Linked DNA regions of Anas platyrhynchos: region 1 is linked to region 2. Evidence: chromatin contacts called from public Hi-C data. All regions are on one chromosome and are shown on one strand. Each heading gives the region's core, a stretch centred on a gene start, on an enhancer-like site or on the middle of the called end of the contact. The rest is flanking DNA. Distances are from core to core; before and after follow the strand shown.

Region 1 (7,147 bases), core at 3,714-6,213, 240 kb after region 2:
ATTGGAATTATGCTCGCTGTGCACAGCACTTCATGCGTTTTGCCTGATCTTCTGACAAAAATCCAGTGACCGAGATGGTCATAACAACTCAATTAGGCCAGAAGAAGACAAAAAAAAAAAAAAAGTGCTGAAATCTGAAGCAGAACTGCTCCTGCTCCAGCCCTCCCTGCCGAGCTCCGCTCCTGACAGTCATCAGGCCCCTGGCACCGAACCACAACCTGAGCGAGCCTTCCCCCTCGCCCCCAGCTCCCATATGCCTGCTCTCTATGACACCATTTGTTTTCTTTTACAGCTCTTTTCCTCTGTTGTTCGACATTCCTCCGAGATGAGACCTTCTACCTTCATCCCTGGCCAAGCCCCACCGCCAGCTCCCTGGGTGGTGCGTGGCTGCTCGCCCCTGCATCCAGGAGGCCGCAGCTGCAGCGCGTGGTGAGCCCGCGCCCGCGCTCCTTCCCTGCCTCCCCGCCTGTCAGAGCTTTCTAGGAAGGCAACGTCCTTCTCCCAGGTGGTCACCAGCAAACCCCACAAGCACTCACCCAACCAAGAGCAAGCCCTAGCCTGCTGTGAAGCTGTGGGGAGCTGGGGGTCAGCCTCTTCTTGCAGGTAACCAGTGATAGGACCAGAGGGAATGGCCTCAAGTTGCACCAGGGGAGGTTCAGGTTGGCAATGAGGAGACATTTCTGCTCAGAAAGAGCAGTCAGGCACTGGGACGGGTTGCCCAGGGAGGTGGTGGAGTCACTGTCCCTGGGGGTGTTCAAGGAGAGGTTGGATGTGGTGCTTGGGGACATGGGTTAGTGGGTGACAGTGGTGGTAGGGGATGGTTGGAGCAGATGATCCTGGAGGGCTTTTCCAACCTCAGTGATTCAATGAAGACTCATCCTCATGACCACAGGCACGATAACCTCAGCAGAAACACCCCATACACATCTATGGCAGCTACAGGCATCTGAGCTGGCACCACCACAACCAGCACGCACCCAAAAGCTGCAGCTGTGCTGGGCTGAGGTCGAGCTCCTAGAGCCATGGAAGGCATCCCTGTGATGCTTCTCTGCACGCGAGGCCACTGCTTTAGGTAAAGCATGCCCCAGCTGCAAATGCTAGATAAGGGCTGGCCAGAAATCACTTCTAACAAGACCTTTAGATTTGGGGCTGGTCCACATCAAAAAAACACATTTAACTTCATATTAAAAGGTAGTGGTATCCAGTAGGCTAGAAAATTAACCTCAAAAGTTCTTTTTACTGCCTGTTTCTTACATACAGCGTGCACTTCTTGTCGCTCTGCAGGCAGCACGGGGGAGAGGAGAGCCGAGGCTTTCCCGGCTGCAGCAGCACGCGGATGCAGGGCCACCCACAGAGACAACAGCCCCGCTCCTCGTCTCTGCACGACGCAGGAAATCCCCGTCCCCCCTTCCTATCTTTTCGGATCATTTGAGGAGAAATTGTTATGAGTCATCTACAGCAGCTGCAGCTTCTTCCTAATGTTTTCTGCTGTTTGGTGCCTTCGTGACTCAGCTCGAGTTTCTCTTCTTCCCCCTCCTCCCTTGAAGATGTGTTTCTCCTTTTTTCCTCCCCAGGGCTGAGGATTTCGTGGTCTATTTTCATACACGGCCCTGTCCTTTCCATGGGCAAACCCAGCTCGGGCTGTAGGGCTTATACCAGTGTATGGGGGCAGCACTGCCCCTTTCACCGCTGCCTTTTTGGACCAGATCTTTTCAACTTGCCTCCAACGTGGAGGTGAAATAAATCTCGATGTAGCTGCCTTAAATTTTTGGGAGCCCTGTAGCCAAATTGGTGAGCTTATGAGTTAGGAGTTTTTCTTACTGAGAAGAGTAACAAACTTACCTGCAGGACTGGCTTTCTCCCCTGGTGGTGACAGCCTGCAGTCCACAGGACAGCAACTTCACCTGGCAGGACGCTGAGCAGGGGTGTGATAGTGGGAGGCCTTCTAGTGCGAGACACCAAGCAGAAGCTGCAGGCAGTTTCCCCACGGCTAGTGGCACCACAATCTGTTTCTACCCCAGACCACAGGCACGTGCTGAAGCACATAAGGAAGCTTAGAAACAGAGGGAACGAAGTCAATTCTGATTTTCTCCTCATTTTTGAGTGGACTAGAGACAGGAGAGACCCACTGAGTCAATGTTTCAACACAAAGCGGGTGTGTTTAGCAAGCCAGTTACCTGTCATCCTTACTTGGGCAAGGAAATAAGCAGTAAACATACTTAGCTAGCTTTGATGTTTTAATTGTGTCATTGAGCAGTAATCTGCATCTGTACGTGAATGTGCACCACTGTGAAGTTCCATTTTACACCCAGAAATGCATTCAAAGGGACAAAAAAAATCCACACAAACAAGATGTGTCAAAGTAGTATAAAATAAGATTTATTTGCAAATCATTTTGACAATAAGGAAACAAGTACATCCTGGATGTGCATCTTGGGGATTACGTGACGGCTCTTTTGCCTTCTGAGATTTCCATTTAGATGCACCATGGGACACCTCTAGAATTCAGAATGAGCTTTGAAGTGTCTTTTTTTTTTTTTTTTGCCTTGCTGTACTACATAATTCCTTCCACAGGCACACTATGGGAGACTCACCAAGTCTTTTAACAAGAAGCTATCACACGGAACACGCAATGGAACCGCCTCGGTTTACAAGGAAAGCTTGCATGATGGCTGTTTCACATTTGTTTAACACAGCATTAAGCACTGCAGGATTCCCACAAGGAGAAGTGCTGTGTGCTGTAAGTTTAAAAACAAACCAAAACAACAAAAAAGCCACACAACCGAATATGCCTCATCCCAAATGCCACTGCTACAGTGAAACCTCACATTTCTTTTCTTTCCTGTGTAAGGACGTACAGTACATCTGGTTATGACCTGAGTTCTCTCTTGGAAGCTAAGGATCTGTGTCTCATGTAAAAAAAATAAATCAATTCATTATTTAGTAAGAACTGCTATATGTGAATGAACTCAGGATAAAGGCAACACAAACTGGAAGGCAATTTATGGTGGGAGGGGTAACTTCTGAGCTATGGTTACTCACAGCAGTTACAAAGGAAGCAGCAGTATCTTCAGAACACTTCTTCCATTTATTTCCACCTTTCTACCCAACCTCGTTCTCTTCATCTTTCAAAAAGTGAGGAAATTTAAACCCTGAAGTCACATTTTTAATGTGATGAGATACCAAGTGAGTTCTGAAACCCCTAATTATTAAGTTCTCTGAGCAGAGCACATTCAGCATACCTTGCTTTAGGGGAAGGCCCCAAGCGACCACCACGAAACAAAGAAATACCTACTCAGAGAGGAAATCGAGGATTCCAAGCTACATCTATTATTTTTAATACAGTTCTAGAAAATACTTTATTTTTGTAAGAGGGACTATTTTTTGCTTTATGAAGCTCAAAATAATCCCAATGTTCAACACTGGATAGTATTTTACCCCTCTCCCATAAATATAATAATGAAAGAAAAGATGTCATAGGTGTCATTGTCACCAGTTCAGTTAAAGCACTGATGAATACATTAGATCATTCAAATGTAAATAAACATGATCTAGACATAAGATTATGCCCCAAATCATAACAGTAACAACTACAATCTTCTATGATCTTCTATTGTATCAGCAACAGACATTTCATTTAATTATTTTGGCCAAAAAAAAGAAGAAACTAGTAGAGTCTTAGAGACATTGTTTCATTTTGCCCTCCTTCAGAATGACTAAACCCAGTCCCAACTGAAGGCTCTCGATCATCACTCCACACGATATCCCACCACGGGGATCTCCTTACCACTTCTGGGAAACCGAGTGCATATTTATGGAAAAAATGTACCTAGTCATTTCACATCAATCGTTGAAATGATTTGAGATCAAGGCACAGAATGCAGGACTCTCTTCACACTGAATGCCTTAGCTAACATCAGGCTGCCTCCTGAACAAGCTCAAAACGGGAAAAGCAAGAGACAATGATTCAAAACAAACATTACGTTGACAAACCCTGCTTTCTTCAGCCCCAACTCAGCCATCCAAGCTTCAGAGAATGGCAAGAATTTGCATTCACCTCCTCTGGCTGTGCTCTCCTGGTCAGACAGCTCCAAGCCCTTACTCTAAGCCACATGGATCTCCACATCTGTGGCGTACCGCAATAATTAATCGGCAGGTGCCCACATTCTTTTACTGGCCCCTAGATTTTGTGATTTTAACAGTATTTCTGTGAGACAGAATTTGTCACGTCTCCAATGAGTTCCTAAAGTTTGTAAAATCCCTACCCTGAAAATCCACTATTTGCTAAGGAAGTATCATCATTAGTGAGAAAGTGAATCAGTTAGTTCTGAGCACACCACCTTTAATGGCATCACTTAAACAGACCCCATGCAGTCTTACAAATTGTGCTCTTTAACAGATCTAGGTCTGAAACCCAGCAATGCCCAGGGGTTTTAGAGGTCTCACAGAGGTGATTCAGTTTTCAAACACCATTAAAGGTTTTGGCAGATTAATACTCTATGAAATCTGTAATACACTTGCTAACATTTATAGTCCAATGATCAGTTAGAAGTATTATTGCATCTTATGCGTAAAAATATAGGAGGTTCTATACAGAAAATTAAAATAGCATTAATCTAGTATTGATAGTCATATAAAATAACTCACAATTATGTAAGTTTCCATATTTAATTATACATTTAAAAATAAGTTATAAAAATAATTAAGCTTCTTTAAAACTCCTACGGTATCTTCTTTTAGGAGTTTTTACTCATATCTACTGATTGTCTAGCATCAGCAACAGCTTCTGGTACTCGAACAGTCATATCCTCCATTGATTTCTTCAAGCAGATCTGGCAGCCTAGACGTGATCTGTAAGGAAATAACATTGCCTTGAGCTCCAGCCAGTCACACATCTCTCAGTACTTACAGCCAGCCCTGCTTCCCGGACCTTTGGCCATCCCAAACACTTTGTGATCCAGAAACAGTCCCCTCGTGCACGGTCTTAATCAAGACCAGTAGTAAACTGCTTGCATCAATGCAAAGATATGTGGCATTAGTCACGGTCACTGATTTACACTCTTAGGTTGCAGGCTTCAGCACGTTGGAAGGGGAACACCAAGTGCTTCACACTTGCTGAGGCAACACAGTGATGGTGACCCTTCCTTTTACAGTGGTTCACAGTCAAGGGTAGGGACAGACACTTGATCTCCCAAGAGCATTCAGCCTCTCTGAAGAGACAAAGCAATTAACCTGAAAGACAACCTCAGTAAAAGCACAGCCTAACCCACCCAGGGTCGAAGACAGCCCGAGAAAACTGAACATGCATCTGAACAATGCACCTGACAGCTTAGGTTAGTTGAATTTTTACAGCTTGTCAAAAAAGCTACATACAACCTGACTGAGAAGAAATTAGGAACTTCTTTCCATTCCCATCCCTCCTGTCTTTCTACAAGTTCAAGTCCAAGTCTGACTTCCCCCTCCAACTTCTACCTGGAGTTCTAGACTTTTTTTTCCTAATTATTTACAAGAAAATTCCCATTTACCTTCTCTTAACACAGCTGCTGCCTAAGCATGTATCTGAGAAGCATCTTCCTACCACTAACATTGTTTAAAAAAAAAAAAAAAAAAAAGCTCTGTGATAAGGTAATGGAGAGTACACATGAACCACATGGGACATATTAACTACCTTATTCCATGTCCATACGATAGCTACAGGGTCTTTAAGAAGTCTAAAATTTGATCTCTTTAGAACTCACTCCTTGCAGGCTTAGCACAGTGTTTGCCAGAAATTACATATATTAAAGAAGCCTGCCAACTTTTTACCAGTTCGTAAACAAAGAAGCAAACTACAGCTGAGGGTAATTGGATCAGGTTTTTAACATGACTGAGTGGATGATAACACACTGCGGAAACAGGAATATATCCTGACAAGCATGTTTATCATCCTACAAATTCACCAACCCAATCAAAACATTATGTTCACAGAAAGAAGTGAATTCATGCAGCTTGCATGTTGTAAGACAGATATAATGAACTTGAAAAATATATTTAATCTCAGTAATCACTACATTATCACACAATGAATCCTCTCTTCCAGTTTTGCTTCTTTAGTCCAGCAATATGCAGTGTCTTTCTTTGCTGTTTTAACACTGGAGTCTAAGACTTACTCCCAGCTTTTTAAATGAACTCAGCCAATTTAACACATACGTGTTCATTTTTAGGAATACCTAGGTGTTAGCAAGGATGTACAATATTCCATGTCACCAGCCGAATAATAATTTAATCAGCATAGGAATGTAGGCAGAGAGATCATAAGAAAGATACCACATTAATATGTGCACAGAACTCTTTCAAGCATGTAGAGAGCAGCTGTTAAAGATGCTGGTTGAGTGCTACACCTGAAAGCAGTGTAAGTGACTGTATGCATCAGCTTCAAGGTACTGCAATACATGCATAAATATATATTTTGGCAGAAGACTTCAACTTGTGAATATGCAAGCATAAAAGTATCTTTAAAAATCAATCCGCTAGAGAGATGCAGTTTACGATACCTGTTTGCAAGGCTTAAATTGGCTGAAATTTCTGTTTTTCAGTTAGAACCAATGCTAACTGCATATGTACACTGTAGTGTTGACAACAGAATTAACTTAATTTGAAACAACACTTTTTTGAGCCTGCTACATGATAATATGAAGCATTAGGTAGAGCTAAATAACACTGTGAGAAACAAACTACCTTCATCCACAGCATTCACAATTTTATAGACCTTTAACCAGATTCCCCCCTTCCCTGACAGCCTAAGAAGTTTGGACCATGCCACCTCCAAAAAAAAAAAAAAAAAGAAAAAAGAATGATTTAGTTAATTCCTGCTTGAAAGCCATTCACCTTTAACCATTTCAACAGGCCTTCCCTTTTCTTCTTCTCATTCTATTTTCTTTAAAGAGGCAGGAAGTCAGAGTTGTACAAATATGAAGATACAATTAATCCCTATTTTGTCATATAACAGTATTTTCTGTTTTTCTACCTGGTCCTACCTCACATTGCTGATGTTCCATTTACTTAAAAAACAAACAAACAAAAAACAAAAAAAAACACACTTTAAACTGACATTCCTGGAAAGGCTTAGCTAGCTGCCATCCCATTTCAAGTAAGCAAAGTTACCACT
Region 2 (7,256 bases), core at 2,679-5,178:
CAGTAGTGATTTTTCACTCCGATGAAACTGAAATGCATGCCCATTAATATTCCAAGATTCACTTCTGTTGCCCATGTATTTTCTTTTAGCTATCCCATCAGGTATTAGGCTGTTTAAGTTCTTCTAGTACAAGGCAGATTATACCAAAACAATACAGGAAGCCTCTTAAATTCTGTTGTCTGGTCATACGGCTCTCTTGTGAAGTACATGGTAGCGGTAAACAGCTGTCAAGACCCTCACAAAAAAAGCCTGCAAAGAACAACTGAACTGCAGTAAGGAAGCAGCGTTGTTTCTTCTACAATCCACTTTGTTTGATGGACTGTGAGAGGACTTGGCAAACACTGCTGCACAGGCTGACACCCATACATGAAATCTTAAGTTTTATTTTGGTCAAGTTTAGGTGCAGATAAGATGGTAAGATGCATCAATCTCAAAATATTAATTCCCATGCATCCCTTACACTCATCTAACAAAACCCTAAGAATTACCTGGAACTATTTTTATATGAAGATGACTCTCCATGGCAACAACAGTCAGGGAAACACACCCTCTTTTAAGACTTCAAGTTCACATAGCCTAGATAGCTAAGTAAATGTAATACGACAATACCAAGGAACTTTGCCAGCATCTAATTTTGGTATTTCTGGTAATTGGTTACCTAAGCAGTAGGTGCAATGGTGCCAGTAGCAGCTGGAGATGCACTCTTATCACAGAGTTACCACGAACAGCCTTTAAAACCTTCAGTCCCAAGTACTTCAAGTTAAACCAAGCCTGTTTTTTCCCCCCTTTCAATGAAATACTACTCATATTTAGATGTTAGAAACACAGGAGGCCCTCAGTGCTTGTCTGATGCCCTCAATTAAGTTGTGTTTTGGTTGCACCAGGCAGCCATCCTGAGAACACATTGGTAAAGTTTGTTACATTAAAAAACAGAAGCAAAAAAATCAGCTGGAGAAATATTTCTGGAATTTCTTACTCAGTCAATTCCCACCCCAGTGTGGCATCTAACCACATTAAAAAGTTAGGCTTACCTTCCTAGATCTTCTGAGCTGCTACCACTCAATCCAAGTTTAACATCCAATTTGGGCTGAATTCAGAGGGAAGAGTAAAACAAATTCAAATACAGGGTAAAATCAAATTCCCACTGTAAACAGCCTACAAACCCCTTCTCACCTTCAGCAAACCACCCCTCACCCCACATATTCCAATAAGGCCAAGCTTCAAAACGAGCACTGTTGATCGAGCAACCTATTGTGCAACAAAACAGATTCCAAGCTGAAGTTTGTAGTCAATATATCCTTGCAGTAGTGTTTCTAGTAAATGGAATGGCAATTTCCTGTTTGCTCTTAGTACTTTTCCCCACTGTTACGCCAAACTAGTAAGTGCTTCCAGTATACTGCAACAGTGAACTTGATTTATTTTTCAGTAATTTTACTGAAATAACTTCAGTAGAGTTTAATGACTTGGTTTAATTACCTTGAATATTTGTGTTTTGCAATAGCAGCTGAATTTGAGTTTCACAATGGAAGCACCAGAATGGCCACACCCTACCTTTTAGATTACATTAAAAATACCTTGAAAAAAAAATGCAGTTTGTCCAAAATGGCATTAGGATGTTGTAACACAAAGTATTCACAAGCAGAGCAGTTTTCTTACGTTGAAAGAGAGAAACATTCATAAGGCACACGGTACTGTTCAAACAGAAATTGTCTTTTAGAGAAATCTTCTCTTCACTTGGGAACTGACAGGGAGAGTTTTTTAAATACACATTTATACCAATTCTTTTTTGCACATTTATGTGCAGATGAGAAGCTAGAATGGAGTCAGCAACAAAGGACAATAATTGTAAAACAAGTTTTTCTAAAACCAGACTTTGGACAACGGGTGAGCACTTCACAGGGATATTGCACTGCTGGAAATGCTAGCAAAGACTTGCTGGCAGAGCACAAGTCTACGAAGGGCACACACTTCTCTGACTGGAGCCAGGCTTCAGCCACTTTCCATAGAAGCCTAGAGAATTCTGTAATACCATTTTGGAGCACTGCAGTAATTTCAGAACAGAAAGATTTACATCAACCTACCTCTGTAGAAAAGGAACCAGAAAAATCAGTCTCTTCATCCCCATCACTGATCTCTACAACAGCAAGCACAGGTAACATTTGACTGTGAGTGTTTAAGCTGGAAGGCATCTTAACTGGTGACACAAAAATGAATACATGATCACTACAATAGTTTTCTACAAATACATTACATCAACAGTAAGCCCAGATATGTAGATATGAAAGTTTAGATAGAATTACAGAAATTTACCTACCTTTAATGATTTAGGGCATTATCTGCATGATATGTATGTTATACTGCTGCTACATGAGGGACAAGAAAACCACATGGAAAAAAAGGCAAAAAGGCAAAGAAAACACATTGAAAATGCGTAGCCATATTGCAGGAAAAGACAAATTTCATGAAGCCTCCATAGATACTAGATACTCAAGATTTTACAAACAACAAAGCAAAAAAAAGAAAAAAAATCAAATCTGGCAGCTTGTTTATTATCTTTGTGAGACCACCTGAAACTTGAGAAATCTGGAACAGTGAATATTGCACAACACAGAATTGCTGGCAATAGAAGTCAAGAACCAAAAATCTCACCTTTCACACTTGTATCATTTAATATACAACACAAGTCACTTCTGTGACTTTCTTCTGTTAAGTCCTCTTCCAGTATCTTAAGGCACTGCCTTCAGAAATAAAAGCAGAGGTTTAAAATCTTTAGAGACATAAACCAAACATGAATTCTAACTCCCAGCTCTTAGAACTAAGCTCACTCGCTTTTTACCAGATGACATTATGCAGAAAAAAAGATTCAGTTAATGAGACATAGAGCACTTGCACAGAACAATTATCCTCTTCTAACTCAAGGCAGATCATTACCTCCAACGATACTGAGTTTACTGCCCATGAAGGTGATACTGAAATTTTTAAGCGACCAGAACCAGTTTTCAGAGTCACTAGAACCACCGCTAACTGGCTATGTAACAATTTAAATCAATTTGTTTTATGTAGTTATTTAACCAACAGCATATTGAATGTATCAATGCCTTATTTACTTGTAAAATACCTAGATCAATAGAAGATATTGGTAACCTAATAAGCCAGTATTTGAAAACATCCCAAGAATCATTTAAAATGTCATTCCTTGAAACCTTTACCAAAATCTAAAATACTAAGAACTCTGAAACTCTAAATTCAACCTTTCCTTTCCCAAATTTTAAAACTTTATGCATGCCATTACTGTACATCTTCATACATAAAAACTCATCTGCAACAACACACGATTCAAACATTACTTCTATGCTTCTTCAGTGCTACTTCCTAAAAATTAGAGGCAGAACAGAAAGAACATGAAATCACTAGAGTAGTCTTAATGTTTACATGCCTTATAGCTTCCAATTTTCTTCTTGTAAGCTCCTCACCGCTGCCATCCATCGAGTCCTTTCTACTCATCGTGTACCTGACTTTAGAAGGAAAAAAGAAGAGAGAGACTTACTTCAACGTGCACATTACCTCACTTAACCAAATATAGATTACATCCCTTTGTAAGGATTGAAAGGAAAATAAGGAGACATGGAATTATCGTGAGGTGTGTTTGCCTCAGAAATCTTTTAAGATTAACAGAAGGCTGGTCCACCTGCCTCATGCTGCCCAGATACCCCACTAGACACACCCCAACCCTTACCAGTACGGGTTTCACAACCCTTTCCTGATGGTTTACCTGCAGGCACAGCCCCAACACGGCCGCCTTTCCTGCGAGCCCCCACCGCTTTATAACGGGACCGCACCGAGACCGCCAGACAACAACCTCCGCCACCTCACAGCTCCGACGCAACACCACCACACACTGCCCTTCCCGCGCCAAGATAGCGGCCCTCTCCGCCAATCAGCGAGCGTCTCGTCAGCCCGCCTGCCCCTTTCAGCCAATCACAGAGAGGCGGGGGGGGAGGGCGGTGCTCGCTGCGGCCCGGGCGGGCGGGCTCCGCCGCCATGTTCTTGCCTTGAGGCGAGGCAAGGCGGGGCTGTTGCGAAATGGCGTCCCAAGGGCTCGGCTGGTGACCGATTTTGAAAATGGCTTCTCCTTTTCTAGAAGCTTCGGGGTTACTTTATTCCAGATTTCTGTTTAATTCACCTATAGTAAAGTATAGTTAAACACACTGATATTCTCTCACAACTTTTAGACACTTTAAGTGCCAAATCATGAACTAAGCCAGCTGTCAAAGAAGCAGGTGTCCTAACAAGCTTTAGGTTATTCGAATCTTTGCACTGTTGGCACAGTAAATCTAGGTTCTACCGCAAGACCTTAACAGTGCTAAAAAAAAGTGTTTGTTAGGTTGGGGTTTTGACTCAAAAAGGCAAAATTCAAAAAGTGATGTGAAATTTGCTTAGTCTTTATTCACAATACAGACTAGTTCAATGGAAAAAAACAAATGAACATGAAGAAAGAATCAGTAAAGTTCAAAATTACCCAATTCTATGGTGCTAGCTCCTCAACTACTTTTAGTAAATTAATTAATTGAATACTCATACTTGAGTATGCTTTGCAGCATGACTTGGTTGAGAAGAACAGAAATTTCTACAAGTTATCCTTAAGTTGATTCAGCGCTTTCCCTCAGAAGCCCTCTTTGTTAACCAGGACCTGATTAAACTCAACGTTGTATGAAATTCTCATAGAGACTTGTAAAATTTTATAGCAGTGCCTCGTGTCCAGTCTGCATCTCTTTGCTGTGGTTTGGCCTACAGAAAATTTGTTTCTTGTAGATTTAGTAAGGCTGAAGGCTTCTAGGAGGTTGGGAGGGATATTTGTGTAAAGATCTTCAAGTCTAGGTCCTCCAAGTAGTGACTGATCCAGCAGTCTATAGTAAATTTGAACTGCAGACAGTGCATCAGTGAGGCTAACATTTATCACCTGCTACAAAGACACCAAAACCAGTTTATATTTCAATTTTGAATAAAGATTCCCAAATACATTCCCTTTCCAGACAGCTCCAGCAACATCACAAACTGCTGCCTTGACCCTGGGGTTTTCCGTGTGCTCCACCAGATCTGCTGGCCAGGGAACCTTGCATTAACCAGTCCCGCATCTCTTAACTCGCAGATGGCATCTTCTACACTTAGACTCGAAAAGTGGACTCTTAATAATTTCAACCCTGATTAGGTAGCCACCACCTTTTCATCAAGATTTTTCTACACTTGGTAAATAGCAAAGTGCATAAAAAATAAAGACGCATCACTGCAAGAACAAACTCACACGTATTACATCAAAAAGGCTGTGAGGCAGAAATGGGCCCTTAGATATTGTCAGATTTGTCAAGAAAAATACGATGCTGCTCACTGAAGAGGGCATTTGCCCAGTGAGGATACTCCCCAGGGAGGTAGATGACACCATTGAACAAATTAGGTTCAAACTTTCTTTAATACAAAAAGACCCACCCCTGCTGATTGTGCAGTCCCGGTTGCCATTTACCATCCTTATTGGGATGGTATTTTGAAACTCGATTACAACCAGCACTGAGAGGAGTCCATTGCAAAATTGCCCCACAACCTACATGACAGACTTTAACGAAGCATCCAGTCTCTATTAGGTGAACTCTAGTGGGTTGACATGTTTAATGGAAGTTACCAGGACTGAATAACAAATGTGACAGCTACCGATGGATTTCCACAGCTAGTACAGTGACTGCCATACCACAGCTGAATCAGTGGCAATGCTACAGACCTTGCAGATGTACCTCACCTAAAATACTCATCCCCAGCTTGTTCTCTGTGAGACTGCAAATCAGTATGTACAAGGCTGAAGTTGCACGTGTAATACAAATTCCTGTTACCAGTGTTTTTCAGAGTCAATCTCCAAAGTAGTTCTACAAAATATCAAAAGACAAGGATGAGAACTGAAATTCATATTTCTCCTTGACATCAAAATTCATAGACTCAATTTAGATACTGGTTCCATGGCATTTCATCATTTTTGCATCTTCAGTTAATTCATGTTTGACAGATGACAATTAACTCTCTCGTTTTCCGACCCACAGGAGCTAATCCCCCTCCTCCTGCACTGTAAATACCAGTTGTCTTTTCCCCTTTGATTGTCCAACCAATTATCTCAATGAAGTAAAAATCTTAGGAGTTTTCTCAGCTTCAGTTTAGCTTTGAAAATTGCTTCCTGTGTTTCAAAGGTGACAAAAGACTTGTGCACACAAGGTTTTGTTTTTATGTTCCATAATCTAAGCTAATTCCTGCTTAAAAAAAATCCTCTATTAATGCTACCTAAGAACATTGTGAATAATGACTGAAGTGTAAAATGTAGGGTAGGTGATGACAGACTTGTTTTGAATGTAGCTGAGAAAAGGAAACTATAGGAAAGATTATCTGAGTTAAAGGTCTAAATGAAATTTTAAACCAGCAGTGTCTAAGATTGTCTAGAAAGTAGCCTAACTGTCTCTGATGAGAAGCCTAATTAGTCCTAATTAGCTCTTTGGCGGGATGATAGTGCATCCTTGCTTTTATTTTTAGTTGCATTTAACAAATGAATGAACAATAGCAACAAATGCTCATGATAGTTAAGATTTTTCTGCTAATTAGTTTTAGTATATTTTTACTATTTTCTGCTGCTAGCTAAAATTCATAACATATAGCCATGCATACTATTCTCTACACCTCCCCCCACAAATTACAAGGAATTATAAAATATATACATACATGTTATTCTATCTATCATGCGTGTATTGTTTGTATCTTTGTCAAAATATACATACAGTGACCAAAAGCTGCACCCCTTCAGTTTTAGGTTCATACCACTCTGAGAATCTGATCACAAGAATGGCGATTTGGTTTAATATTTCAGAAAAGACCACAGTAAACATACAGAAAAGAATGGAGATTTTCTGTCTGTGCCACCAGCTATTGAGAGAACATTACCATGGTTTCTGGATTTTACAAGATAATATTTAAAATTCATTGCAAAACGTCAGTGCTTCTATTTGGGAACCACGAGATGGCAGCATGGATCAACCATGGGTGTGCTCACCGGTCCTGATGCCTTCATTTGTGTGATCTCGGCCGCTTCTGTAGCTTTGTCTATAGCAGAAAGGACACTGTATTGCAAAGACAACACTGAATAGACTGTCTTCGGTGTGAACAGCATAGTTATATTTTAAAATCATCGTCAAATATGGGTTGAAAATGCATATATATTCTGTAGATCA

What was found. A called contact is a pair of places that touch in the nucleus more often than the background predicts.
Region 1: a Hi-C map of subcutaneous adipose tissue shows a contact between it and region 2, with 3 times the contacts expected there. The contact joins the enhancer-like site here to the promoter of RNF17 in region 2. A contact is called at or near these places in 2 of 8 Hi-C or Micro-C datasets (F1 follicle and subcutaneous adipose tissue).

The regions. Positions count from the first base shown.
Region 1 is chr1:189,348,263-189,355,409 of IASCAAS_PekinDuck_T2T, forward strand. FDX1 (ferredoxin 1) reads right to left here. Exons shown (of 4, transcript XM_027468626.3): 4 at 2,358-4,851. The coding sequence ends at 4,737. Among named protein-coding and RNA genes, the nearest start is that of FDX1, 15 kb to the right of the region's middle. Within about 2 kb of position 4,964, at least 2 of the 8 cell types and tissues checked have an H3K27ac peak or open chromatin away from gene starts, as enhancers often do. A contact at or near this core is called in subcutaneous adipose tissue, where this site is marked.
Region 2 is chr1:189,111,237-189,118,492 of IASCAAS_PekinDuck_T2T, forward strand. It overlaps RNF17 (ring finger protein 17), which reads right to left and starts at 3,929. Exons shown (of 36, transcript XM_072032712.1): 1 at 3,773-3,929; 2 at 3,433-3,515; 3 at 2,650-2,734; 4 at 2,082-2,194; 5 at 1,032-1,087. The coding sequence starts at 3,504.